7 separate regions of the Mus musculus genome follow, and regions 2, 3, 4, 5, 6 and 7 are each linked to region 1. A link is a contact called in public HiCAR-type and promoter capture Hi-C data. All regions are on one chromosome and are shown on one strand. The core of a region is the stretch at or near the end of the contact, and the rest is flanking DNA. Distances in the headings are between cores, read along the strand shown. Region 1 holds the start of Mex3a (mex3 RNA binding family member A). Region 2 holds the start of Scamp3 (secretory carrier membrane protein 3). Region 3 holds the start of Prcc (papillary renal cell carcinoma (translocation-associated)). Region 4 has its middle 4.8 kb from the start of Gm23269. Region 5 holds the start of Trim46 (tripartite motif-containing 46). Region 6 holds the start of Hcn3 (hyperpolarization-activated, cyclic nucleotide-gated K+ 3). Region 7 holds the start of Hdgf (heparin binding growth factor).

Evidence for each region. Promoter capture Hi-C pulls out the DNA fragments that hold promoters and counts their contacts. HiCAR-type assays count read pairs that join an accessible place to other places.
Region 2: a contact with region 1 is called in a promoter capture Hi-C map of pre-B cells, with 2.7 times the contacts expected there. The contact joins the promoter of Scamp3 here to the promoter of Mex3a in region 1. A contact is called at or near these places in 6 of 39 promoter capture datasets (cranial neural crest, embryonic stem cells, liver and 2 more), 2 of 484 Hi-C or Micro-C datasets (embryonic stem cells and stem cell-derived neural progenitor cells), 4 of 115 datasets of contacts at active chromatin or transcription factors (astrocytes, embryonic stem cells, pancreatic cancer cells and 1 more) and 3 of 9 other capture datasets (adipose tissue, liver and pancreatic islet).
Region 3: a contact with region 1 is called in a promoter capture Hi-C map of pre-B cells, with 2.8 times the contacts expected there. The contact joins the promoter of Prcc here to the promoter of Mex3a in region 1. A contact is called at or near these places in 4 of 39 promoter capture datasets (the HPC-7 cell line, fetal liver, liver and 1 more), 1 of 484 Hi-C or Micro-C datasets (rod photoreceptor), 1 of 115 datasets of contacts at active chromatin or transcription factors (pancreatic cancer cells) and 1 of 9 other capture datasets (adipose tissue).
Region 4: a contact with region 1 is called in a promoter capture Hi-C map of pre-B cells, with 2.2 times the contacts expected there. The contact joins the enhancer-like site here to the promoter of Mex3a in region 1. A contact is called at or near these places in 7 of 39 promoter capture datasets (the C10 cell line, cranial neural crest, frontonasal cranial neural crest and 4 more) and 2 of 115 datasets of contacts at active chromatin or transcription factors (neural tube and pancreatic cancer cells).
Region 5: a HiCAR-type map of astrocytes shows a contact between it and region 1, with 2.6 times the contacts expected there. The contact joins the promoter of Trim46 here to the promoter of Mex3a in region 1. A contact is called at or near these places in 5 of 39 promoter capture datasets (the C10 cell line, the SN4741 cell line, cranial neural crest and 2 more), 3 of 484 Hi-C or Micro-C datasets (all in embryonic stem cells) and 2 of 115 datasets of contacts at active chromatin or transcription factors (astrocytes and pancreatic cancer cells).
Region 6: a promoter capture Hi-C map of pre-B cells shows a contact between it and region 1, with 2.3 times the contacts expected there. The contact joins the promoter of Hcn3 here to the promoter of Mex3a in region 1. A contact is called at or near these places in 9 of 39 promoter capture datasets (cranial neural crest, embryonic stem cells, hippocampal neurons and 3 more), 1 of 484 Hi-C or Micro-C datasets (embryonic stem cells), 3 of 115 datasets of contacts at active chromatin or transcription factors (embryonic stem cells, pancreatic cancer cells and stem cell-derived neural progenitor cells) and 3 of 9 other capture datasets (adipose tissue, liver and pancreatic islet).
Region 7: a promoter capture Hi-C map of pre-B cells shows a contact between it and region 1, with 3 times the contacts expected there. The contact joins the promoter of Hdgf here to the promoter of Mex3a in region 1. A contact is called at or near these places in 7 of 39 promoter capture datasets (the 3T3-L1 cell line, the HPC-7 cell line, fetal liver and 3 more), 1 of 484 Hi-C or Micro-C datasets (embryonic fibroblasts), 2 of 115 datasets of contacts at active chromatin or transcription factors (bone marrow-derived macrophages and pancreatic cancer cells) and 1 of 9 other capture datasets (adipose tissue).

Annotation. Positions count from the first base shown.
Region 1 is chr3:88,530,672-88,534,230 of GRCm38.p6, reverse strand. It overlaps Mex3a (mex3 RNA binding family member A), which reads right to left and starts at 2,285. Exons shown (of 2, transcript NM_001029890.3): 1 at 1,383-2,285. The coding sequence starts at 1,836. Gm38618 (a long non-coding RNA gene) reads left to right here and starts at 2,351. Exons shown (of 2, transcript XR_867447.3): 1 at 2,351-2,874.
Region 2 is chr3:89,175,317-89,178,916 of GRCm38.p6, reverse strand. It overlaps Scamp3 (secretory carrier membrane protein 3), which reads right to left and starts at 1,526. Exons shown (of 9, transcript NM_011886.3): 1 at 1,260-1,526; 2 at 850-927. The coding sequence starts at 1,325. It overlaps Gm45927 (predicted gene, 45927), which reads right to left. Exons shown (of 19, transcript NM_001310017.1): 10 at 3,446-3,525; 11 at 3,182-3,272; 12 at 850-927. It overlaps Clk2 (CDC-like kinase 2), which reads right to left. Exons shown (of 13, transcript NM_007712.4): 11 at 3,446-3,525; 12 at 3,182-3,272; 13 at 1,830-2,523. The coding sequence ends at 2,338.
Region 3 is chr3:87,883,920-87,887,067 of GRCm38.p6, reverse strand. It overlaps Prcc (papillary renal cell carcinoma (translocation-associated)), which reads left to right and starts at 1,506. Exons shown (of 7, transcript NM_033573.2): 1 at 1,506-2,193. The coding sequence starts at 1,726.
Region 4 is chr3:89,194,933-89,198,035 of GRCm38.p6, reverse strand. No RefSeq gene overlaps it. Among named protein-coding and RNA genes, the nearest start is that of Gm23269, 4.8 kb to the left of the region's middle. Within about 2 kb of position 1,400, at least 351 of the 459 cell types and tissues checked have an H3K27ac peak or open chromatin away from gene starts, as enhancers often do. A contact at or near this core is called in neural tube, pancreatic cancer cells, pre-B cells and 1 more, where this site is marked.
Region 5 is chr3:89,243,944-89,247,304 of GRCm38.p6, reverse strand. Trim46 (tripartite motif-containing 46) reads left to right here and starts at 1,408. Exons shown (of 10, transcript NM_183037.2): 1 at 1,408-1,590; 2 at 2,894-3,155. The coding sequence starts at 1,528. Krtcap2 (keratinocyte associated protein 2) reads right to left here and starts at 867. Exons shown (of 5, transcript NM_025327.3): 1 at 790-867; 2 at 373-527; 3 at 177-240. The coding sequence starts at 793.
Region 6 is chr3:89,158,356-89,161,637 of GRCm38.p6, reverse strand. It overlaps Hcn3 (hyperpolarization-activated, cyclic nucleotide-gated K+ 3), which reads left to right and starts at 1,481. Exons shown (of 8, transcript NM_008227.1): 1 at 1,481-1,853. The coding sequence starts at 1,579.
Region 7 is chr3:87,904,427-87,908,056 of GRCm38.p6, reverse strand. It overlaps Hdgf (heparin binding growth factor), which reads right to left and starts at 1,736. Exons shown (of 6, transcript NM_008231.4): 1 at 1,343-1,736. The coding sequence starts at 1,429.

The DNA.
Region 1 (3,559 bases), core at 1,036-3,535:
TTTGTGAAGGAAGCAGAAGAGTAAAGGACCCCATTAAATCCTGGTGCCTTCCACGACCTCACCCAAGTAAAGTTATTAATATCCCCACCCAACACCAGGCTCTGAATCTCCAGGGTTTGACAAGGAGGGGAAATCCAACTTTCTAAACCAGAAACCCCCAAGAGATTGAGGGAGGGGGCGCTGTGCAGGGGAGGGGCAAGTTCCCCTCCTCCACTCCAAATCCTCCAGCCCCAACACTGGGATGGATGAAGTGGAATATGTGGTAGGGGCCCCAGCCTGCCTCCCCTCCACTGCCAGGAACTGGCCTTCTTCTTTACTCCCGCGGAATGCAGCCCCTCCATTGTTCCCCACCGTGGGACAGCTCCTCCCCCCACTCCACCTCCCAGCCCAGCCCCTTTGCCATATCCAAATCCCGCCCCCCCCCCACAAGAAGCTAGGAGGGGAAGGGTCCCTAAGATCCAGGTTGTTCAATTTGGGTCCTTACCAACACTCCCACCCATCCAGGGATGCTGGGCTGGGAGGGTGTGGTAACATACTCCATTGGCTTAATTCAACACCCCTCCCAGCACACCCAGACACGCACCCCCCCCCCATATTCCAAGTGGAGGTTTCTGTCCTGTCCCCCTTCACCGACATGCCCTTCCTGGCCTGTCCCATGAATTCACTCAGAGACTTCTCTGCAGACCCCTAGCTCCAGGCCGTGGCCAGCCCAGAACAAAAGCAAGACGGAGGAGGAGAGGCCCACGCCAAGACTGGTACTTCCTCAGAAATTCCCCTCCCCAAACACAGGGGCCCTCCAACTTCGGTGTGTAAGCGACCAAGGGACCCCTCTTTGCCAAGGGCTCCCTCATCACCTCTCCCCAGACTGGGACCCTCCCCTGGGCCACACCCCCTTTCATTCCTACACTCAGCCCAACAAAGAGGCAGCTCTTCAGTCGGGCTTCGTGGACTAGGTCTCCCTCAGAGTCCCCAACTCCAACAGCAGAAGGTCCCAGGAGTGCCCCCTCCCCAGTATACAAGCAGAAACTAGAGTAGGGGCTCCCAAGTAATTGCACATTCCGTCAGTCCTTCCAGCCAGGAGCCGACACCCCCTCCGCACAGACCCTGGGATTGGGAGGCAGCTCCCCCTCCCCTTTCCTCTCCCAGTTCCAGGATATTTCTTTGTCTACGGGCGGAGCCCCAGGGGAGGAAGGGTCCCGAGAGTCGTCCCGACTAGGGGTAGCAGGGAACTTTGTGGCACTTGGAATCTGGGCAGGGGGCGGGGCCCCCTTTGTCGGGAAGGGACAGAGCCAGAGGCGCGCAAAGAAGGAAGCGATGAACTTTCCGTGCCGGGGACAGCAAGCCCCCACTCCAACCCTCGCAGTGTCCAGACGCCCGCTTACCTTGCCTGCCCACGATCTCGGCCACGTGCTCGGAGGTGGGCACGGGAACGCACTCCGTGGTGTTGCTGCTGCCCTTCAGTCGCAGCTCGGCCTCTTTGTAGAGCGCGCAGAGCTTGGCGTCGTTCGCCCCTTTGGGGGCGGTGGGGGGCTGGGGCGTCTGCGCCGCGGGGGCCGCGCTCGGGGCGGCCGGGGCCGCCGCGGGCGGCGGCGGCGGGGCCGGCTGCGGGGGGGCGGCCGGCTGCGCGGGGGCGCCGCCCCCCCCACCTCCCCCGTCCTCGCCCGCCGTGGGGGCGGGGGGCTCCCCCAAACCCAGGAGGCAGAGTTGATCAAGAGCCAGCTGAAGGGCGCGCTCGTCTTCCAGCAGCCCTCGGTCCTTAGCGCTTCCCCCGAAACATCCTAGTTCTCCAAAGCCCCCATTTCTTTCCATTATTCCAGATACCACTAGACTAGGCATGGCGAAACAAAAGCTGGGGGAGAGAGGGAGAGAGAGAGGTGGTGGAAGGGAGAAGAGGAGAGAGGAGGGGAGGGGAGAGGAGAGGAGGGGGTGTGTGGGGAGGGGGAACAAAGAGCTGGGGAGGGGGGAAGAAAGCGAGATAGAAAGATAGACCCACCCCTAAGCCCCCCTCCCCAAGCACCCTGTAACCTGACTCCCCTCGCCCCAGCCCCCGGGTGGGGGTGGGGGAAAAGAAGCAAAACCAAGAAAGCAGATCTCCTCTCGCTCCGGGGTGACGGGGTGGGGTGGGGGGCTGCGGGCCCTAGCCCCCACCCCTCCGCCTCGGACCCAGAGTCTCTACCCTCCGCCGAGCAGACGCCCCCTTAGGTTCCCGCACCGAGCCCCAGTCCCGGAGCGTCGCTCAGTGGCCCCCAATAGAGCCCAGCCCCTTCCAGCGCTCAAACTCTTTTGTTTTAAATGAACTGGATGGAGCAGCATGGAACTGACGGGAGGGGGGCGCGCCGGGGGCGCCCGGGGCATGCCGGGAGTTGTAGTTTCCCGCCCTCGGGCGCGGGGAGGAATTCCTCAACCCGGGCAAGAAGGGGATTGCGCCCCTCGGGCTCTGCCCACTGGTCACGGGAAAAGCCTCGGGTGGGTTGGGAGTTGTGGTCCGAGAAATTTTAGGAGCTGGCAGTATGCGGGAAGGGAGCGGGTGTGGAAAGGCGTTTCTCCTCTGCCCGCGGGTCCCGGGCCTCTTTCTTATGGTAATGAGGGCCGGGGCGGAGCGGCCTCGTGGCTGCAGTGCCCTCCCTCCTCCCGCGCGCGATCGCGGAGTCCACGGGCTCGGGCCTCTGGGAGAGAGCTGGTGGAGCAGACAAAGCCCGCGGCCGCTACAGTGGGAGGAGCAGGTCTCTGCGCTGTGTGGGGGCCAGGAAGGGGCGTTCGGTTGGGGGTGGGACCCCCGGTAGAGGATGTGGTTCCCTCTCTTCTCGGAGGTAGCAAGCCCTTCCCCCTCCCCCAGCCCCCCAGTTCCGGGATCTCAGAGGCCACGACTGGGAGGTGAGTTAGTTCGTGCCCCCGTGGTCCGTGCAGTGACCCGGGGAGGATGAGGAGGCGTGGAGGGAGAGGATGGGGGTGGGGGCTGATCCGGGAAGCCAGAAGGGTCCTAGAGGCTTCGTATGGCTTAATTTGGAGCCTTGAACCTTGAGTAACAGGAGTGAGATTGGGGGCCCCTGAGAACCCAGGTTTTTTATTTTTACTTTTTTAGACCTGAGCCTCGAATATAGTGGAGGAAATCTTTTGTCCCTTAGGACGGTCATTTCGCTGTTTCCTTTGCCTCCTTTATAAACCAGTAATTCAGCCCTTTTAACCCTAGAAATATGGCGAAAGAGATCATAAATAAGCTTTTAAGATTTGACTGTTAAGAGGGGAGTTAGAGTGTACTGCATTCTTTTCTCTTTCTTTCTTTTTTACTTCCCCCCTACTCTGTATCTTCTGGTTTTTGTTTTTGTTTTTCTTTCAAGAGAGGGATGGGATCTAAAGGTCTTGTGGTCAGGCTCAAGGAGTCACCTCCCCAAGTTGGATCACAGTAGATGGGTATGCTGGGTGGGTAGGAGTCCCGCCCCTGCCCGAGGGGTTTCCTTTGGGAAATCTGAGCTAGTCTAGAGGAAAAGTTTTGCATGAAGGTAGGGCAGTAGATTGACAATGGGGATGTCAGGAGGCACAGTGAGGCCAAAGGCCAGGA
Region 2 (3,600 bases), core at 277-2,776, 650 kb before region 1:
CTCAGGCTAAGCACTGGGATTGACAGCTCTGTGCCACGTTCCTAAGCTACTTATGTAAGTTGGGCAACTCCATCAGAGCTGCAGCAGTCCTGTGCAGCCTCTTACATCCAATGCCATCAGCAATTATCCACATCTAACTTTTCTAATTTTTAAAATTACATTTACCTATTGTGTGTGAGTTCATGTGTGTGTGTACACTCTCTCATGGTATGCACATGGAGGTCACATGACAACTTATAGGAGTTTGTTCTCGCCTTCATCACCTTCTTGGGGGACTGGCTGAAGTCAGGTTTTAGTCTAGGCTGCAAACTGAGCCTTTACCCATTAATCCATCTGACTCTTTGTTTTTTGAGGCAGGGTCTCACATGCCATCATGGTCTCCAACTTGTTACTAGCTAAGGGTGACTTCTTATACACCTGCCTCTACCTCTCAAATGCTAGGATTATATACTCGGGCCACCATACTGGGTTCATGTAGTGCTGAGGGCTAGGGTAGTGCACTTGGTAGGCAACACTCGACCAACTGAGCTACATCCCCACAGCTCCCCCACACCCTTACTTTCTTTTACTGCCCTCCTCATATGCCCTCTGATCGCACGGGTTTCTCAACTATGACTAGCCCCAACCTTGATGCTCTTCAAACAAGTCTTCCCTGGACCGACTTCTTTAACTCAAAACTAGATGACCCTTTTGTCCGAGATTAGGTTTGGCTTGGCTAACGTCTCTCGGGAAGCTAAAAGCACACCACTTCATCATTTGGTTGCATTAACAAAGTCCCCAGGATGCTCAGACAGAGCTCATGGTACACTCGGCTTTCCCTGCTCTTCTGTGCTCCCTCTAATTGCTCACCTCTCGGTTCTCAAAGGGGTTGTAGACGTCCAGCGTGGCATACTGCTGGCTGGGTCGGTGCTGGATCACAGCTGGGTCCTGAGAGCAGAGACGGGGCTCAGCGGGCAATCGGTGTCAAAGGAATTCCTAGGAACTTCCCGAAACTGCTCGTGGTTCCAAGTACTGAGCCTTTGGTGCCACGCCGTTGTTCCCAACATTTGCCTTCAAGTCTATCACTCTACATAGCTAGAACCCGCTCATTAAAGGGGCAGAGCCCGCAACCCTTTAGCTCCCCATGTTCACTGGTCTCGAGCTACCGCCACCTTCACATAGCGACACTTCTACCCTGGGTCAAAAGTCACAAATGGGAATAGCATTCCGACCCCACAGAACAGTATGCAGACTGGCCAAAGAAGGCCGGCGCAAATCACCTGAAAGGGATTGTCAAGCTCGCCGGAGTCGGGGAATGGATTCCCGGTGTCTCTGCTCTGAGCCATGTTTGCAAGTGAACCCGGCCGCCCCTGCCCTACACGCCCCTGCCCCGGCAGTACGGCGGTGGCGGCCCAAAGAACTCCCTCCGGTGTGCTTGGTCCACTCGCTTCCCTGTGCTCCAATTGGTTGAAACAACCGGAAGAGTCGCGAAGATTCCCGCAGCAGCAGTGGACTGCGCCTGCGCCTCAGTTGGGGGGGGGGGAGGAAAAAAAAACCCAAAAGCGGGAAGTACCGCACGTGATATCCCTAAGCCAGTCTCCGCAGCCCAGAGTCACACTTCCTCCACGTGACTTCCTAGCAGGCATGAACTACATATCCCAGGTAGCTTCATGTTAAGCAGCTCAGAAGGTATCTTTGCGCACAGGTTAGTGGCGGGAAGCTCAGTTTTCTTCACGGGTTTCTGGATCTATTGAAGGGCATAACTTCAAGGCTACTGTCACTATCCATTTATTTACAGGGCCAAAGCTATTTCCTGACATTCACTACTCTAGATCACACAAGTTCTACCTGATTGCATCTACTTTAATTTTTACTACCTCAGAATACAAAGTGCATATAAGTGACTCTAAGTTGGCAGGACAAAGAGGCCTTTATACCCAAATTCAGATGGCTACCAATTATTTCACTCCTTCACCCCAGTACCCTCGAACCTCAAATTCCAGGGATTGGGGGGGGTCAGATGAAGCATGTCATTTTATTTCACAAAGACTGTACAAAATCCCTTATAAAACATGGGGTAGACACCACCTGGTTACGTCATTCTGCCCCCCATCCACCTCCACATGAGGGGCAGATGAGGTTGGGAGAGTGTAAATAGTAGTATATACATGTCAGGGGTTGAATCGATAGGTACAAGTTCTGTCATATTTACACTATTCCACATATTCACAGGTACAAAGGAGCCAGGGGCTGGAGAGAGGGCAAGTTCTGCCTCTGTTCTTTTGTATAAAAAAGCACCAGTGTCCTGGATTGGACACCCACTGCTACACAAGGAGCAGGGGGCCCAAAGCCTAATTGTCACCGACTGATATCCCGACTGGAGTCCCACAACTTGGTGTTGGGTGGCTCAGTCCGAAGGCAGGCGAAGAAAGGATGCTGAAGGGCTTCACCTAAGGTCAGCCGCTTAGCAGGCTCATACTCTAGCATATTTTCAATCAGATCGAAGAGCTGGTGGTGGTCCTCTGCCTCTGAGGTCAGATACCGCTGGTGGAGGGCAGGAAGAAGGTAAGGCAATGCCTTACAAACTTCATTCTCTTTCTTTCCTTTTCAAGACAGGGTCTCACTGTGCAGTCGAGGCTGTTCTGGAGCTACGCACTGCAGCTGACTTGGAACACCTGCCTCGGCCTCACAAGAGCCTCTCGAGTGCTGGGATTGCAGGCCTGTGTCACCTACGACTCCCTGCTTCCTCTAAAGCCCCACTTTTGCTCTTTAGAAAAAGAACCAAAGTTCGGCTTGCATGGAATTTGAAAGCTACCTTATCACAACATTATGTGGTCATAATATTTCTGATATTACAGCTCAACCTACCTTCCCACTAGCACAATTAATCCTTAATATTCTGTTTTACTTGTATATACTTGTCAACCTCATGACTCTTCCTTAGCTCCACATTAAAGTGTAAAGTGTAAGCTTTTCAAAGGTAGTTTATTCTTTTCTGTCTGCTTTCCTCTGGTTGTCTATAGATGAGGTTATCTGTGAACCCTCGATCTCCTCTGTCCACCGTTGACCAAATTATCTTCTTTCAATGTTCCTCCCCCTCCTGCCCTAACCTCCACTTAGAAAATGCACTCCAGGGACCAACCACCCGAAGAAAGAAGCAACCTTTAGATGGTGGACAGTACTTCTCCCTGGCCAGGCTCACCCGCAGAGGTTTGCAGTTCTCACGAACGTAGCGCCCGGCTGAGGTGTTCTCATCCCAATCCAGGCGACCCCGATAAAAATATTTCTGTTTTCTGGAGGGGAAGGGGAGGTTTGTGCATCAGAAGGCTCCATTTCTATAAAACCCTTTCCCTTGTTTACCCAAGTAAGTGGGGGCTAGGGAGATGTCAATGAAAACAAGAAAATGATGCCTAACAGACAAATTCCACGAGGAGAGACGCTCTAGTGCCTCCCGCGTGAGAGTCACCTTGTCTTTCTGATCATCCGAGAAGGGACAGGACCCAGGATCCTTTCCATCATGGCTAGATGCTCTCTGTTGTCATGGGTCTGAGAAACAAAGAGAGCAGAGCATAGGACACAGCAAGGAGCGCTGGAGACTAGTTGCCATATAGACAATATGCC
Region 3 (3,148 bases), core at 257-2,756, 650 kb after region 1:
GGTGTATACAAGTTATTCTGGGAGATTTAAGCAGATGTCTAGAGAAGGTGGTATAAGTTTGTGTATGAAGCCAAATGTTCAGACACATGGCGAGGAGGCTGGTGAGGAAGAGCCACATCCTTTCACAGTCTTTACAATCCTCATCCTTCGCTCAAAGCACCCTTTCCACGTTCTTTAGCCTCCTCCCTGCCAAACTCTAGCAGCTCTTTCGTTGTTGGCTGACCTCAAAGGTTTTCTGCTCTTAGGAGCAGGGAGGTACCCACAGAGAGATGGGTTCATGTATAAAGGACATGGCAAGTAGAGGGCCCTCAGTTAGAGGGTGACAGAAGTGATCCAGAATCACAGGGAGCCAGGGAAGAGCAGTTGCACAGCACGTCATCATAGACGGGCAGTATGTGAAAAAGCCTGCAGTAAAAGTGGGTGGATATGAGGGCCATACGCAAAGGCCGAGAAGACAGCACATCCAGCCAAGAAATGAATGCCAAAGACACATGCACTGTAGGGTGGGCACAGGTGATCAACCCCTAAGAACTTGGAAGTGTACCGGGCCATAGTCTGTCCTTTTACTGAGGTAAAGTGATTAATCTCCAATTCTCCAATACCTTGCCCTAGTTTCCCGTGCTTCTCACTAGTTGCTGAGGAAGGAGCCCAAGTCCCCACACTCATGGGGATAGCGTTCATGGGAGGTGTGTACTGTTACTAGATGTATACTGGTGTATTCATTGGTTAAGAGCACTGACTCTTTTTTTTTTTTTTTTTTTTTTTTTTTTTTTTTTTTTTCTGTGAGACAGAGACAGGATTTTCTGTGTCACCTTGGCTGTCCTGGACCTCACTTCATAGTCTAGGCTGGCCTCGAACTCACAGATCTCCGCCCGCGTCTGACTTCCTAGTGCTGGGATTCAAGGTGCATGACACCACCCTTGCCATGCTCTCAGATGCCTGCGGCCTCGTTTTCTTTCTGGCTTCGCAATCTTAATTTTATAACGTACCCTAGAGCTTTGTCTTTTCTTGGGGTGCTTTGTTCTAACACCCAGGTCGACTCGGAAGCATCACTGTTTTATTTACAGGTAACTTTCCCTTTAAGCTATTTACTTTCCCAGACTTCATCACTTTCCCGACAACACTTGCAGTTTCTAAGGGTACCACAGCTCCCATAATCCTTAGCTGCTCTGAGGAACTTCAAGTACCGAAATGCTCTAAATGCTTACGTGCTACCGCGCTGATCCATGGGGCTTGTAGTAACATAGGACTTGAAAGGACACACAACAACAAACAAACAAACAAACTACGAATCCCAGGAATCACTGCATCAGAGGAAGCTTTCGCTCAGTCTTTCTGCGCACCCTTTACGCCACCTTTAGACTGCAATTCCCGCCATGCTTTGCACTGAGTTCCCGGAGGTAGAGAATGGGGTTGTTGCTAAAGTCTTCTCTGGGAATTGTAGTTCTTAAGTCTGTGAGGTGAGTAGTAGGCGGAGTGACTCGGCGGCCATTAGGTGTGTGTAGTTGCTTGGTGCTAGGAGCTTAAGTGTAGCGGGAATTCTTACTCGGTGGAAATCAACCCTAGCCATGGGTTCCTGCCGGGGATAGTTCTAGAGCACGGAGCAGGAGGCGCTTTTCGGTTCCCCGCCTTGCCCGCTGGTAGGGCCTACTAGGCCGCCGGGACATCCCGGGTCTCAAGTAGGCCTAGTCTGCCAGCAAGGGCGTCCCAAAGGCGGGAGGCGCCATGTCTCTGGTTGCTTATGCCAGCAGCGACGATAGTGAGCCGGATGAGCCGGAGCCGGAGCCGGAGCCGGAGGAAGAGGATGTGGCGGCTCCTATGCCAGGGCCCACTTTAGGAGGCCTGTTCGCTTCTCTTCCTGCACCCAAAGGCCCGGCCTTGCTGCCCCCGCCCCCCCAGATGCTGGCCCCAGCCTTCCCCCCGCCGCTCCTGCTGCCCCCGCCCACCGGAGACCCCAGACTGCAGCCGCCTCCGCCGCTGCCCTTTGGCCTGGGCGGCTTCCCGCCACCTGCAGGAGTGAGCCCTGCTGAAGCTGCGGGAGTTGGAGAGGGGCTGGGGCTGCCATCGCCTCAAGGCCCTGGGCTCAGTCTGCCCCCAGCTGTGGGCGGTGTCGGACCCCCCTTGGGCCTTCCCAAGCCAAAGAAGAGAACCGAACCGGTTAGGATAGCGGCGCCGGAGCTGCAGAAGGGCGATGTGAGTATGGAGGGGGGGGGCACCTCAAGTCCCATTGGGCTGGAGTTTAGGGGTAGGAGGGACTTGTAACCATAATGGAGCTCGACAAACGCATCCGTTGACTCCGAGCCGCTGGAATCCTCTTAGAAGGCGGTTAAATTCACCTGAACTTGCCTGCTTTGGGGAGTTAGGGTATTGGCCATGAGGCATTCTGGAACCTGGGACTTCCTTGCAGAAAGGGATGCGTGGTATCCTTGGTACTGACAGGCTTAAGGCGCATGCATGGAGACAATTCTTTCCCTTTCAGCATCTTTATCTCAGTTGGCTTCTCTTCCCATATTGAGGGCAGGTTAAAAGTGGCGCCTGAAGTGACAGCTGGTGGGACTAAAGTGCTCCTGTTGAACATCCAGGACCAGCCTTATCCTTTGCCCCATCTCTAAAATAAGAAGGCTGGAAGGAGGTAAAGGACATGAGTGGAGTTAGAGAAGAGATGGAATGTTTACTTATTTTGACATGGTTCTAGTATTGTAACCCAGGCTTTTCTTGAATCACTGTGTAGCTCAGCTTGGGCTTCAACTTGTGATCCTCTTGTCTCAGAGTCCAAGTGCTGGATTAAAAAGTGTATTACACTATCCCTGGTATAAGAAATTGAGTATTGCCTCTCCCTCACCCCCACACACAATGGGAGTTGGACTTGTAGCCTCCCTCACACATAGTAGGTAAATGCTCTTCCACTGAGCTACAAAACCCAGCCCTGTTTCCATTGTTTATTTTGAGGAATGGTTTTTCTAGATTGTCTAGACTGACTTGAATTTTAGATTGTTCTGCTTCAGTCTCCCCTGTAGCTGGGATTACAACCTATAGAAGCAGGATTTGGTAGTCCAGGCTGGCTTCAACTTTAGTAGCTAAGATTGTCCTTAAACTCCAGATTCTCCTCCATCTCCTTCCTGAGTGCTGGGATTACAGCTGAACACCA
Region 4 (3,103 bases), core at 151-2,650, 660 kb before region 1:
TGATTGTTGGCCTGGTCAGTGGTGGCCCACACCTTTAATCCCAGCACTCAGGAGGCTGAGGCAGATGGATCTTTGAGTTTGAGGTCAGCCTTTTATACAGAGTGAGTTCCAGGATAGTCAGTGTGACACAGAGAAACCCTGTCTTAGAAAGAAAGAAAGGAAGAAAGGAAGAAAGAAAGAAAGAAAGAAAGAAAGAAAGGAAGGAAGGAAGGAAGAAAGAGAGAAAGAGAGAAAAAAAGACAAATTTTACTATGTATCCCGGACTAGGACAATCTAAGTAGGTCAGGCTAGCCTCAAACTCAAAGAGCTCTGTCTGACTCTGCCTCTCAAGTGCTGAGATTAAAGGCTTGCATAACGATGCCCAGATCACCTCTTTTTAAAACCTTTCTTGTGTTTTTTGGTGGGGCAGGAGAATGATGGCACCTGTGTGGAGGTCAGAAGACAACTTTGTAGAGTTTGTTTTTTCTTTCTGTGTTTACAGTGTGTTCCAGCAATGGTTGAGCCTTTTGGCCCGCCTTTCATCCCCTTTTAAAAATTAAACTTATATTCTGTTGTATTTACTTAATTATTGTATGTGAGTGCATGTTCCCAGGTGCACGCTGGCAGCCACATGAGTGAGTAGGCTTCCTCTTTTCCATGTTAAGTATTTTAGGGACCAGACTTAAGTTGTCTGGCTACTACACAATAGCGTACTCCCTGAGCCTTTACCTTTTCTTTATTTGTAAAACACAAGTCTTTTTGCAACTGTTTTGGTTTGTCTTTGTAATACACAGCATAACTAAAACACAACTTGAGGAGGAAAGGGTTCATTTCATATTACGACTCCCAGACACAATCCATCACGGGGGAAGTCAGGTTAGGAGCAATAGCAGAAACTGGAACGATGACTGTGCCCCATGGTTTGCTCTGCTAGCTTTCTTAAACCCAGGACTACCTACCTATCCAGGGGTCGAGTAGTACCACCCGGTGCTCTGGATCTTATTATCATACCAATCAAATATGAAAAATATGCTCCACAGACTAATCAAACGGAGATGATTCCTTAGATGAGGGTCTTCCCAAATGTCTAGGTTTGTGTCAAGGTGACAAAAACTAACTAGCACAGCAACTAATAATGATAACAGGATGGTTCCGTGCAAATGCTGGAAAGGAAAAAGTTAACGCACCAAACTCAGGCAGAATTGACCAGTATCAATTCTGCCTGAGGTCTAATCAGAGAAACAGCAGCCCCAACCGGAGGCTAAAGGAAATCACAGCAGCCAAAGGCAAGTGGGCGGGACGCCATACGGGAGCGGGGCGTGGCGTGAGGCGGGGGTGGGGCGAGGTGTAGTGTGAGGGTGGGGCTGTGGGAGGGGCCTGAGACGAATGAGGCATGAAGATAGAAGTTACTAGAGGCGAGGGCTGGGCGTGAGATTCGTCTGGGGGAGCGTGAGGTGGGCAAGGCGAGTTTCCCTCAGAGCCTGCTGGGTTAGAGCTGCAGTACCAAAATGCGCAGGCGCGAAACTGGAGGCTAAGCTTTCGGTTTAGCGAGGAGGTTGAGGCTCCTTAGAAAGTGGGATCCCAGGCCTTCTCTTTTCATTGTTTCTCCTGGGACAGAGTCGTGTAACTGACCCGCGTTGTTCTTAGTCTATAATGTAGACTACACAAACAGGGGTTGAGGCGAGGGTGGCTGATGCGCCACTGTGTCTGTAGGGCCAAGCACTGCGAATAGGTTAGGAGAGGCGATTGGGTTTGCACAGTGAGCTTACCCTGTGCGATCGGATCAAGATTCCTGAGTTTACTCCTTAAGGAACCTCAGCACAGGGAAGATTAAGTCTCCAGAAACTGCCCTGGTGAGGCAAGGTTCTTTACCTCCTACTTGTTTTTGTTGTCCTGGCTGCATACCAACCCTTCCTGAGGCTACACTCTCCTTGTGAATTATTCAAGAGCCCTTGCAGCCTGATATCATCTCTGGGCCGTGACTCTTCCTTTTCCCATTCCTGGAGGGCATCTTGCTGTTCCCGCAGTAGTAAGAACCTAAAACTCTTTAGATTATTTTGCTGCCACTTTGGGGCGGTTTTGGTTTTAATATTTTGAGACAGGGTGTCCTGCCTGGCCTTGAACCCTCGATTATCCTGCTGCCTCAACCTCTCAAGTGCTCAGTGAGAGCCACCAGGACTGGCATACTAAATGTTAGCTAAAGATAGATACGCTGGGGGCGGGGGTGGGGTGGGGTGGATAGATACACTGTGTTAGGTTCAATGAGCAAATCCCTGATTTGGAACTTAGAGTCTAGGGTGATGCTAAAGGCGGGGGTGGGGAAGTGTGCTGGAGAGATGGCTCTTCCAGAGGACCCCAGGTAGTTTGTAGTATCCACATCCAGTATCTCCCAGCTGCTGCTAACTCCACCTCCAGGGGATACCAGCTCTCAAGTGGGTATACACGTAATGAAAATACATCTTAAAACTGAGCATAGCCCACCCCTGAGTAAAGCAGAAAAACAGGTAGATGTCTGCGCATTTGAGGCCAGGCTAGTCTACATAGGAGTTCTTGGACAACCAGAGCTATGTAGAGAGACTCTGTCAACAACAACAATAATTGTGATGGTTTGTAAATGCTATGCCCAGGGAGAGGCACTATTAGGAGGTGTGGCCTTGTTGGAGTAGGTGTGTCACTGTGGGTATGGGCTTAATACCTTCACCCTAGCTGCCTAGAAGTCAGTATTCTGCTAGCAGCCTTCAGATTAAGATGTAGAACTCTTGAAAGGTGGTGGTGGCACAGGCCTTTAATCCCAGCACTTGGGAGGTAGAGGCAGGCAGATTTCTGAGTTTGAGGCCAGCCTGGTCTACAGAGTTCCAGGACAGCCACGGCTACACAGAGAAACCCTGTCTTGAAAAACCAAAAAAAAAAAAAAAGATGTAGAACTCTCAGTTTCTCCTGTACCATGCCTACCTAGATGCTGCCATGTTTCTGCCTTGATGATAATGGACTGAACCACTGAACCTGTAAGCCATCCCCAACTAAATGTTGTTCTTATAAGAGTTGCCTTGGCTGAGTACTTCGGAGGCAGAGGCAGGTGGATGGATTTCTGAGTTCAAGGCCAGTCTGGTCTACACAGAAAAAC
Region 5 (3,361 bases), core at 159-2,658, 710 kb before region 1:
TTTGTGCTTCTCTTCCAGCTCCAATAAAATGCTTAATCTGAAAGCATCTTCTGTCTTCAAGATTGTGTTAAGCAAATGTATTTCTCCTTTATCATCTAAGCACAGGGAAATTCGGCATCATGTTTGGGAGAGGTTTAAAAAAAAAAGAGTCCAGTTAACTATTGAGTTTCACTTACTCTCAGGGAAGATTTTTGCTTGGAAGCCTTTACCAAAGACCAGATTCTCCAGATTATTGAAGGCCTGGGTGATGTAATTAAGGAGAAACTCACGCAACAAGATAGGAAGTAGAGGGACTGCAAAGCCCTTGCCACCCACTCCCGCCCATGTTCTGTTCATACACCCCCGCCTCCCCTTCCAGCGCGAGGAAGATACAGTCAGGGAGAAGACGAAAAGGCCGGAGCCCAGCAGGCCCCCCTGAATGGTGAGCCACTCGGTGGAGGCCAGCTGGCGGCTGTAGATCTGCATGCCAGCGAAGAGCAGCAGGGACAGGAGGGAGGACAGCGCCAAGGAGGTCCCGGTACCGACTACTATAAATGAGAAAAAGAGTCAGGCTAAGATTCAGGCAGATTCACTCCGGAGCTTGGCTCACCAACCACTTCCAAGTGACCCAGCCCCCACCCCACAGCGACCTCCAGGAACCACCCGGCCCTGCACACCCAAGTTCCCGCCTGTCCGGAGGAAATGCTAGTTCCCAGGACACGTCAGCTTTACCGAGGCTACGGAGAAAAGAGGACCACCCCAACGCCCACTCCCGCTAGAGCAGCCCGGGCATCCCGCCGGTGCGGTTACCCATCACGCCCCGTCCGTGGTCCAATCCGTGTCCCTGGAGAAAGAGGGGAGCCAAAGCCGGCGCGGTTGTCTGTACGCAGGCGTCGGGGCCAACGTGGACTTGCTTTACTTCTTCCTCTACGCGCCTTGGGTGCAGCGCCCTCTTGTGGCAAGGAGGAAATAATGCTTCTAAGAGCATTCTAGGCCACCGCCCTGCTTGGTCTCCAGCCTTCTGTAGCCAAGGCATCTGCTGTCTCTCTGGACAAGCTGCACTCATCTTTCAGTCATGATCCCATGGCCTAGAGTCACCTGTGCCTTCATTGCTATTCATGTCATCTCCCGTACAACTTCCTCAGACCTCCCTGACCCACTATAATTGCCTCAACAACTCCCGAAGATATGTGCCACCCAAGATGTAGCACCGTCCACCTGGAGTTGTTCTTCTGAAACGAGCTTCGTGCTTTATGTGAGTAGTATGACCAGGAATCGATGCAAGCTTCTAATAGGAGGAATGGTTCCTACCTCAAATACCCTCCATGTTACCCACCCCCTAGACCGCCTTTGGAGAACCACGTGGGAAGAACTATTTCCCACCCCCTACCTCGACGGACGCAGTTCGAAGCTAGTCCCTGGAGCATGCGCAGTGACATCTCACCCTCCCCACCCCTCCCTTCACCCCACCCGGCTCCTGCATTAAGCCCCGGGTTCGCAGCAGCAGCCAGGATCGGGCACCCGGGGGCGGGCGGGCACAGTAGGGCCATGGCTGAGGGTGAGGATATGCAGACCTTCACTTCCATCATGGATGCACTAGTCCGCATCAGTGTGAGTTAAGGTGGGGTCAAGGGGAAGGGAGGGGATGTAAAGGGTCGGGGCAAGCCAGACCCTTGAACAGGTGGGGGTCCAGGAAGAATATGGATTATAGAGAAGGGATTAGTTAAGACAGAAATGACTGGGAGGGCGGAGACGCAAGTGTGGAGGGATCCTGGGGACAGCCGAGTGGTGAGACTCCCGTTTGCTGGGGTGTAGGCAGCGAGAAGCTGCCCGGACCCAGCGGGTAGGCTTGGGGTAGCTGCCAGGCGTGCACCAGGGCTATGAGAAGGGGCATGTGTGAGCTTGGATGTTTTCCAAGAAACTGAGGACAGGTGTGGCGGGGGGTGGGGTGGGGTGATGAAAAAACCGCTCCTGGGTGCAGTTCCCAATTTGGACCCCTCCCGACCACCCCCCCTACCGCCCCCAACCCCCCCCCCCGCTAGCTGCCGTGCAGCCTCCCGTTGCCATGGTAACCCGTGCCCGTCTCTCCCAGAGGCGGTGCCAACCCTGCTCCCCCCCACCACTTCCTTCCCCCTCCCTCCCTCTCCCTCCCTCCTTTGTGTCAGCTGCGCCCCTGACCGGGATGGCTGCGAAGAGAGGGACCAAGGTGAGGTGTGGGGGTGGGGAATAGCCAGAAGACCCCTCACCAAAAGGGGGAGGGATACTTCCGGTGGGGAGGGGGCAGGTAGGCGGGGCGCTCCTTCCTCCCCCACCCTAGATTGAGCAAAGGGTTGAAACAGGCCGAATTTCTCCACCAGACTGGGTCTGATAGCTCTAGTATAGAAGGCAAAGAGAGATGGGTTGATTTGGGGAGACTGGAAGAAATAGAATTGAAGAATGGAGGATGGGTGCTGGGGCGCCGGCCAGTGCCCAGCCGGTTCAGAGAGCTAGCGCACCCTGGCCGCGGGGAGCAGTCATGCGTCTAAGGGTTGCTAGAGAAAGGGGCGGGGGACAACACCCAGCTGTAGAATGGGTGGTGCCCTTGAAATAAATGCTATTAATCCAGAGATGGAGGGATGGAGACAGGTGAGGCGGGAGGACTGCCTGCCAGCACTGCTGCAGCGGGAGTGATGGGGGTGGGGCGCGATGGTGGGGGAGGCCAGAGCTCCAACTGTACCTTCTTGGTGGACCTTAAGCTCCCCAAGAGGGGCGCTGAAGCAGGAGACAGAGAGCTGGGGAGGTGTGTGAACCAACGAAGGCGGGTACTGGGCCAAAGCAGTAGGTAGCTTGTGCTGCCCTTCCTGGCAGCCAAGGGACCGGGCTGAGATTTGCCCAAGTGTCCTAGCTCTCACACAACCTCCTGGTCCCTCCACAGACAAGCATGAAGAACATGGAGAAGGAACTGCTGTGCCCAGTGTGCCAAGAGATGTACAAGCAGCCACTAGTGCTGCCTTGTACCCACAACGTGTGCCAGGCCTGTGCCCGGGAGGTTTTGGGCCAGCAGGGGTACATAGGCCATGGTGGGGATCCGAGTTCGGAGCCCACTTCTCCTGCTTCCACCCCTTCTACCCGCAGCCCCCGCCTCTCTCGGAGAACTCTCCCCAAGCCAGATCGCTTGGACCGGCTCCTTAAGTCAGGTGGGGCTGGGGCCTGTGGGATGGGGTGGGGATGTAGAAAGATGGAAGAGGGTCAGGGGCATCTGTCTGTCATTCTGGGGTGGAGCTTCTTACTGCTTGTCTGAAATTCTAATGAGAGCTGATCTCTGGCGCAATGAAATTAATTCCACGTTTTAATTGATCAGATGTCACCCACCCCAGCCAGCTGTAATTCTCACCTGTGCCTC
Region 6 (3,282 bases), core at 232-2,731, 630 kb before region 1:
TTTCTTTCTCTCTTTCTTTCTTTCTTTCTTTCTTTCTTTCTTTCTTTCTTTCTTTCTCTTTTTTATTTTATGTATAATATAAAACCAGAAGAGGGCATCAGATCTCATTACAGATGGTTGTGAGCCATCATGTGGTTGCTGGGAATTGAACTCAGGACCTCTGGAAGAGCAGTCAGTGCTCTTAACCACTGAGCCATCTCTCCAGCCCTTAAATGTATTTCTAAAATGGAGACACTTGGAAGGACTTTAAGAAAACTGAACAGTGTCATGTGGATGTAGAAAGTGTACTTGGAGACTGAAACATGAATTTGTCTAGGAGAATTTGGTGAAGACTTCTTTTTTTCTTTTGAGACAGTCTCTTTATGTATCCCTGGTTGTCTTAGCACTTACAATATAGCCCAGGCTGGTGTCAAATTCACAGAGATCCACTTGCTTCTGCCTTCCAAGTACTGGGATTAAAAGACTGCAACACCAAGTCCAGCAGACTTTGAAAATTATTAAAAACTTCTGAGACCAGGTAGAGTGGCACACATTTGTAATCCCAGTGCTTGAAATTCAGAGGAAGATCAGAAGTTCAAGACCAGCCTGAGCTACAGCCCATGTCAAAAACAAAATGTAAACTTCTTGAAATAATTTAGTTGGAGATTATGACGGTTTATCTCAGGCAGTGGCTGTAAGAAGAGGAAAGAAGCTGGGTGGTGGTGGTGCATGCCTTTAGTCCCAGCACTTGGGAGGCAGAGGCAGGCGGGTTTCTGAGTTCGAGGCCAGCCTGGTCTACAAAGTGAGTTCCGGGACAGCCAGGGTTACACAGAGAAACCCTGTCTGAAACAAAACAAAACAAAACAAAACAAAACAAAAAAGTTGTTCTACACGTAAAGCTCAGAAAGGCATGTAGTATGGTATTTCCTTGGTTGTTGATCTGTTTATGGAGATGAACCATTGACTTAGCTAAGATTTCTGTGCTCAGTTTTGCATCCTCAGCATGCACTCAGTGAATGGTTTTGCTAAAGGTTGTCTTAATGAATTAGGAAACACATACTACAGAAAGCAGTTTAGAGGATCTCTGGCATAGCAAGACTCCTAGGAGAGTGCTGAGAAAGGACATGGTCAGAACAGATTCCCATTCTGTCCCTGACCCTCAGGAGGTCCCCAGGCTGCATATGCCCTAGTGAGTTTCCCGCCTCCAGAAGCAAGCTGAGCACTCCCACCACACAGACACACAGACACACACACAGACACAGACAGACAGACAGACAGACAGACAGACAGACACACACACACACACACACACACACACACACACACACAGCACCCACCCACCCTCAGGACCCCTAAGCCACGCCCTCTCGGGAAAGTGTGGGCAGCAGTTGTGCCAGCGGCCCGCCCCGCCCCGCCCCGCCCAGTCTCACGCAGCCCTCGCCAGGGGGCGCAGCTCTCGCACGTCTGTCGCCTGCACACGCCCCCTGTGCCCCGGGCGCACGCGGGTCGGAGCTCCCCTGCCTGGGCTGCTCTCCCAGAGACTTGCGCGCCCGCCATGGCCCTGGACCGGTTGGGGAGGCCCTACGAGTGAGGGCAATCATGGAGGAGGAGGCGCGGCCGGCGGCGGGGGCCGGCGAAGCGGCGACCCCTGCACGCGAGACGCCTCCTGCGGCTCCGGCCCAGGCCCGCGCGGCCTCAGGTGGGGTGCCGGAGTCTGCGCCCGAGCCGAAGAGGCGGCAGCTCGGGACGCTGCTGCAGCCGACGGTCAACAAGTTCTCTCTCCGGGTCTTCGGCAGCCACAAAGCAGTAGAAATCGAGCAGGAGAGGGTGAAGTCCGCCGGGGCCTGGATCATCCACCCCTACAGCGACTTCCGGTACGGGGGGCTCAACGGGGAGAGCGAGGGACACCAGTGCTACCGGCCGGGTGGAGTCACCTCCCCCAACCCAGCCTGGGAATTCCTAGGCGGGTTTCCCCGAGGTCCTCAGTGTTTTGTCAGGTTAGGGAAGCATAAGGGACAGCGAACATCAGGTAATCTCCGAGGACTTAGTGCACCCAATGCAGGAACCTCAATGACCACAGAGAGCATCGGAGTTTGGAAACCTTGCCTCTTTTCAGTACTGTTTTCTGGGGATGTGGGAAATTATATCATGCCCCAAAGCTTGGAGACCTGAGGAAGAAGCCTAGTTCCACTCTCTACCACGCTTTAACCACACACCGAGCACTTGCCCAGTTCAGTAGAACAGATCAGGGACGCTGGGAACGCTGGAGAAGAACAGGGGTCAGTCGGGTCCACAGCTCTGTTTGCTGTCCGTGGTGCTGAAGGCGGAATGCGGCTGGGCGGGGCGGGTACTCAGAAAGATTGGGAAGGAAAGCAGGGGCTCAGCCACCGCCCAGGTGTTTCCCGGAGAGAAAAGGGACAGAGAACTGGGATGTAGCCATTTCACTGTCCCCTTCAGGCTGTACGTCTACATCAAGGTCGCTAGGGGAGAAAATCAGCCCTGCCCTTGGGGACAGTGAAGGACAGCTTTCAGTTGAAGAAATGAGGTGTGTCTCTGGAGCTTGGAAACACAATCGGAGGCCCAGACAGTATCTTCCATTCTCAAACATTCACTCCCTGTAAATAGTCCCCTATTCTGCGTTGTTCTTTCCAGTCCTCTTTATTCTTTCGCTCTCACCTGCCTATCTGTTCTCCAGCAGATCCCCTCCCCTCCCCCAGTTCACCCTCAGACATATCCCCAGAAGCCATATCCCCCTCAGAGTTGTGTTGCTTCGCAGTCCTCTACCACATCACCCGCTGGGCTTGTGACTGCCTGTGAGTCAGGCTGTGAAGATGCTCTGATGGCGCGGCCAACCTTTCCTCCTCTCTCCCAGTGTCTCACAGTGCAAGATTTCTCCTCTGCAGCTGTGGAAGGGGAGGAAGAAACATCAGGGGTTTGTTGCTGAGTGAAAACATTCAAGTCTGAGGGGCATTCGGGGGTGGGTCTGGACTTGGGAACTAACAAGCTTTTTTGGAGGTTGAGAGGATTGATTTTTGCAATCAGAATCAGAAGGGACTGTGTTTAGGACTTACGCTGGGATTAGCCCTGAAACCGTCATGTGTGCTCCAGTGTTTTTTGTTTTTTGTTTTTTTCCTCTGAATGTTGTCCCCTGCTCCCCTCCTGACCTCATATCTACAGTTTCTTCTGAGGCAATGTAGCTTGTCCTTGCGCATCTTAGCACAGGTAGCCTGGAGGAGGGAAGGGGTGCATAGCTCAAGCCTCGATGCCTTGGGATCTCCCAGGGAATCCTCTATGTGCATAGCC
Region 7 (3,630 bases), core at 487-2,986, 630 kb after region 1:
CAGGCCCTCGAGGCCCTCTAAGCTTCTGGAAAGAGTCTGGCCTCTCTCTCTCTGCACTGCACTCCCAGGCCAGACCCAGGCCTTACTTGACCCATTTTAAAGTTTCAGTGAGCAAGGCTCAGGCAAGTAGGATTGAACACACTCCTTGGGATGGAGGGAGAGAGAGAGAATATGGAGGGCCACTTGAGTTTTCTCAAAGATCAAGGTGTCCTGACACCCTGAATAGGAACGAAGACAGCATGGAGCCTCAGAGTCGTACTGAGCCAGATGAACAGTCAGCCATACTGTAAAATTCACAAGGCAATCCTGCCTGAGACCCCTCCCTCCAGGCCTTTCTGCCCGAGGATTTCTTTTACACAAGTTCCACACCCTAAGGGGCTGAGTCATGCCCTCACTCGGTATCAAGGGCCCCCTCTACAATCGTTTTGAAAAATTCCCAGAAGCAACCCTCCCCCCAACACACACACACACACACACACACACACACACCTTTTCCTGGGAGGGAAGGTGATAAACACAGCAGGCTTTCTGCCCCACCCTCCCACCTGGCCAGGTGCTGGAATGGGGAAGGCCCTACTCTTGGCGGGTTCAAACAACCACATGGCTGACACCGGCCTCCCTGACTGGAGACGCTCACTAATGGGAAGCCGAGGAAACTCCAGCGTCCCACAATCCCCCACACCGCGCTAAGGTCGTCTGTACTGGATTTCCCAAAGCACACGGGGGCCCTGCTGCCTCCAGTTCCAAGTCTGAGCTGGAGGCATATGGAGGGATGTTCTTGTAGAGCTGGGGGCTAAATCGGTTATGGCAGAGTCACCAGGCCAGGCAAGACCATTTTTAAGTAAGTCGTCCCCAAACATTTCACGACCCTCCCAACTTCAGAGTTCCTACCAAAATGCTCCAAGAAAGTTTGTGAGTCGCCAACTCTACATCCACCTAACCCTCTGTGAACTGAGACCCCTCGCACCCGTTCGTCCAGCCAGAGAAACCTGAACTGGAGGCAACTATCAATGGAGACTCAGGGCTCAAGCGGGGCTCCGAGAAGGGGTTGGGATTCGCGGCGAAAGAAGCGACACACCATCGGGCCGCTCCCCCCCCCCCCCCCGCCACCGTGAGCCCGAAGCCTCGGCCGCTGTGACGGAGGGGTGAGGGCGAACTGAGCACGCGGCGCTGCCCGCCAGGTGCCGGCCGCGATCGCCTCCGTTATGTAAGCGGTGGTGGGCTCCCGCCAGCCAGAACAGGCCTGGCACCCCTGCCCCTACGCCCGCTCCGCGCTCGGCGGCCGTGCCCTCCCGAGCGTTATGCAACCCGCAGCAGGGCCCGCGACGGCCGCGCCACTCACCCGGGCCGGCCAGTGTGGGTATCCTTTCATCTTCGCAAACACCAGGTCTCCGCACTTGTACTCTTTCTGCCGGTTGGATCGCGACATGGCGGGGCCGCGGGCGCCCCGGGCTCCGCGCCGAGCCGGGAAGCGCGAGCCCAAGTTTGCGCGTGCGGCGGTTGCGGCGCCGCTGCGCTCCGGCCCTCGCGCGGCCCCCGCCTCGATGCCGGCCCCCGACGCGAGCTCCGGGGCAGCCACGGCGTCTGCGCCCGCGCGCCGCTCGGACAGGGCCGGGCGCGGTGGGCAACACACGGCTCCGGGAGCGCTAGCTCGTGTGGTTGTTTGTGTTTGAAATTCAATTGCTCCCTCCTCGGCGCGAGCGAGGCCGCTTCCTCCACCCCCCGCGGCCCACTCCTCCCCTCGCGCTCCCGCCCGCGGCGGTTCGATGCGCGCAGCCAATCGACGCCTACAGCCTGCCCCGGCCTCACACCCAACCTGGAGGCCGCCAGGCGGGGCTCAGAGGCACAGGCTTGAAGAGCCGAGTGCCGAGCGCGCCGAGCGGGCTTTGTGTGCGGGCGGGTGGTGGGTGCCAGCCCAAAAGGAGCTGGCGCCCGCTGGACAGGCTGCACGTGCCCCTCCCCGGGCTCCTCTGAATGCCCTGGCCAGGCGGGGCCTACTGTGGCCTGCCTTGCGCTCTGTCCCCCCTACCACGTGCCATGTCCCAACCCACGTATTTGCTCTGCGCCTCTGACTTCTAACTAGTTAGACCGCCAAGGCAAGAGGTGTACCCCACACACTCCACGTGCTTCTGTTGGTGGCGGTATAAGAGTTCGAGTCCTACCATTTCAGTCTACTCTAAATTAACAGCTGTATCTGGACTATCACCAATTACCCTCACTAGAATAAGGAGGTCCTAAACGATAAAGACAGTTGGATACCACTAAATCTAGTTTGGAGATATATAGTATTAATTTGAAGACTGTATTTGGCCTGGGTTATATTCTAAGGAATGATGTGCGCAAAACTTGATCTCAGATCTCAAACCAAACAAGATTTTGTTGTAATTACATCTCTGTGCAATGGGTTTTTTGTTGTTTATATCTAATTGTTTTATATCTTATTTTTATTGAGACAGTCTTTTTTTTTTATTTTTTTTTATTTTTCAAGACAGGGTTTCTCTGTGCAGTCCTGGCTGTCCTGGAACTCACTCTGACTGACCTCAAACTCAGAAATCCGCCTGCCTCTGCCTCCCAAGTGCTGGGATTACAGAAGTGTGCCACCACTGCCGGGGGAGACAGTCTTAGTATGTAGCCCTGGCTGGCTGGCCTGCATACTCTCTTTTTAAAGAGATTTGAAGGTTTCTGGTTTTTGTTTGTTTGTTTTTGGTTTTTCAAGGCAGGGTTTCTCTGTGTAGCCCTGGCTGTCCTGAAACTCATGTAGACCAGGCTGGCCTCAAACTCAGAGATCCACTTGCCTCTCCCTCTTAAACGGGTGCACCACCACTGCCCAGCAGATTTGAAGGTTTTTTTTAATATTTATTTATTCATTTATTATTTGTAAGACACTGTAGCTGTCTTCAGACACTCCAGAAGAGGGCCTCAGATTTCATTAGGGATGGTTGTGAGCCACCATGTATGAGTTCAAATGGTCCACAAACAGCTGGGATTTGAACTCAGGACCATTGGAAGAGCAGTAGGCACTCTTAACCACTGAGCCATCTCACCAGCTCAGATTTGAAGTTTTTATTTGTGTTTGTGAATGCATGCTACATGTGTGGTGTGCAGAAGAGAGTGTCAGATCCCCTGAGGCTGGAGTCGCAGGTCATTGTGAGCCCATTCACATGGGTTCAGGGAACTGAACTTGAGTCTCCTGGAAGAGCAGCAACTGACCACCTCTTCAACCCTAATCACAAATTCTTTAAAAAGTTTAATGATGCCTGGCGTGGTGGCACACGCCTTTAACCCCAGCACTCAGGAGGCAGAGGCAGGCAGATTTCTGAGTTCAAGGCCAGCCTGGTCTACAAAGTGAGTTCCAGGACAGCCAGGGCTATACAGAGAAACCCTGTCTCGAAAAACCAAAAAAAAAAAAAAAAAAAAGTTTAATGAGTTTTTTTTTGTGTCCTATAAGTATGAAATTTTACATGTTTTTAAACTCAAATCATGCACATTCCAATTTAATTAAAACTGAGGGTCCTACCCTCTTCTCCACTTGGCTAAAAGGTATCAGTAAGACTTCTAAGTTATTATTACTTTAGTGTAGAATAGAGTTTATTTAGGGCATGGGGAGGGGAGTTGAGGGGGTAGTAGAGA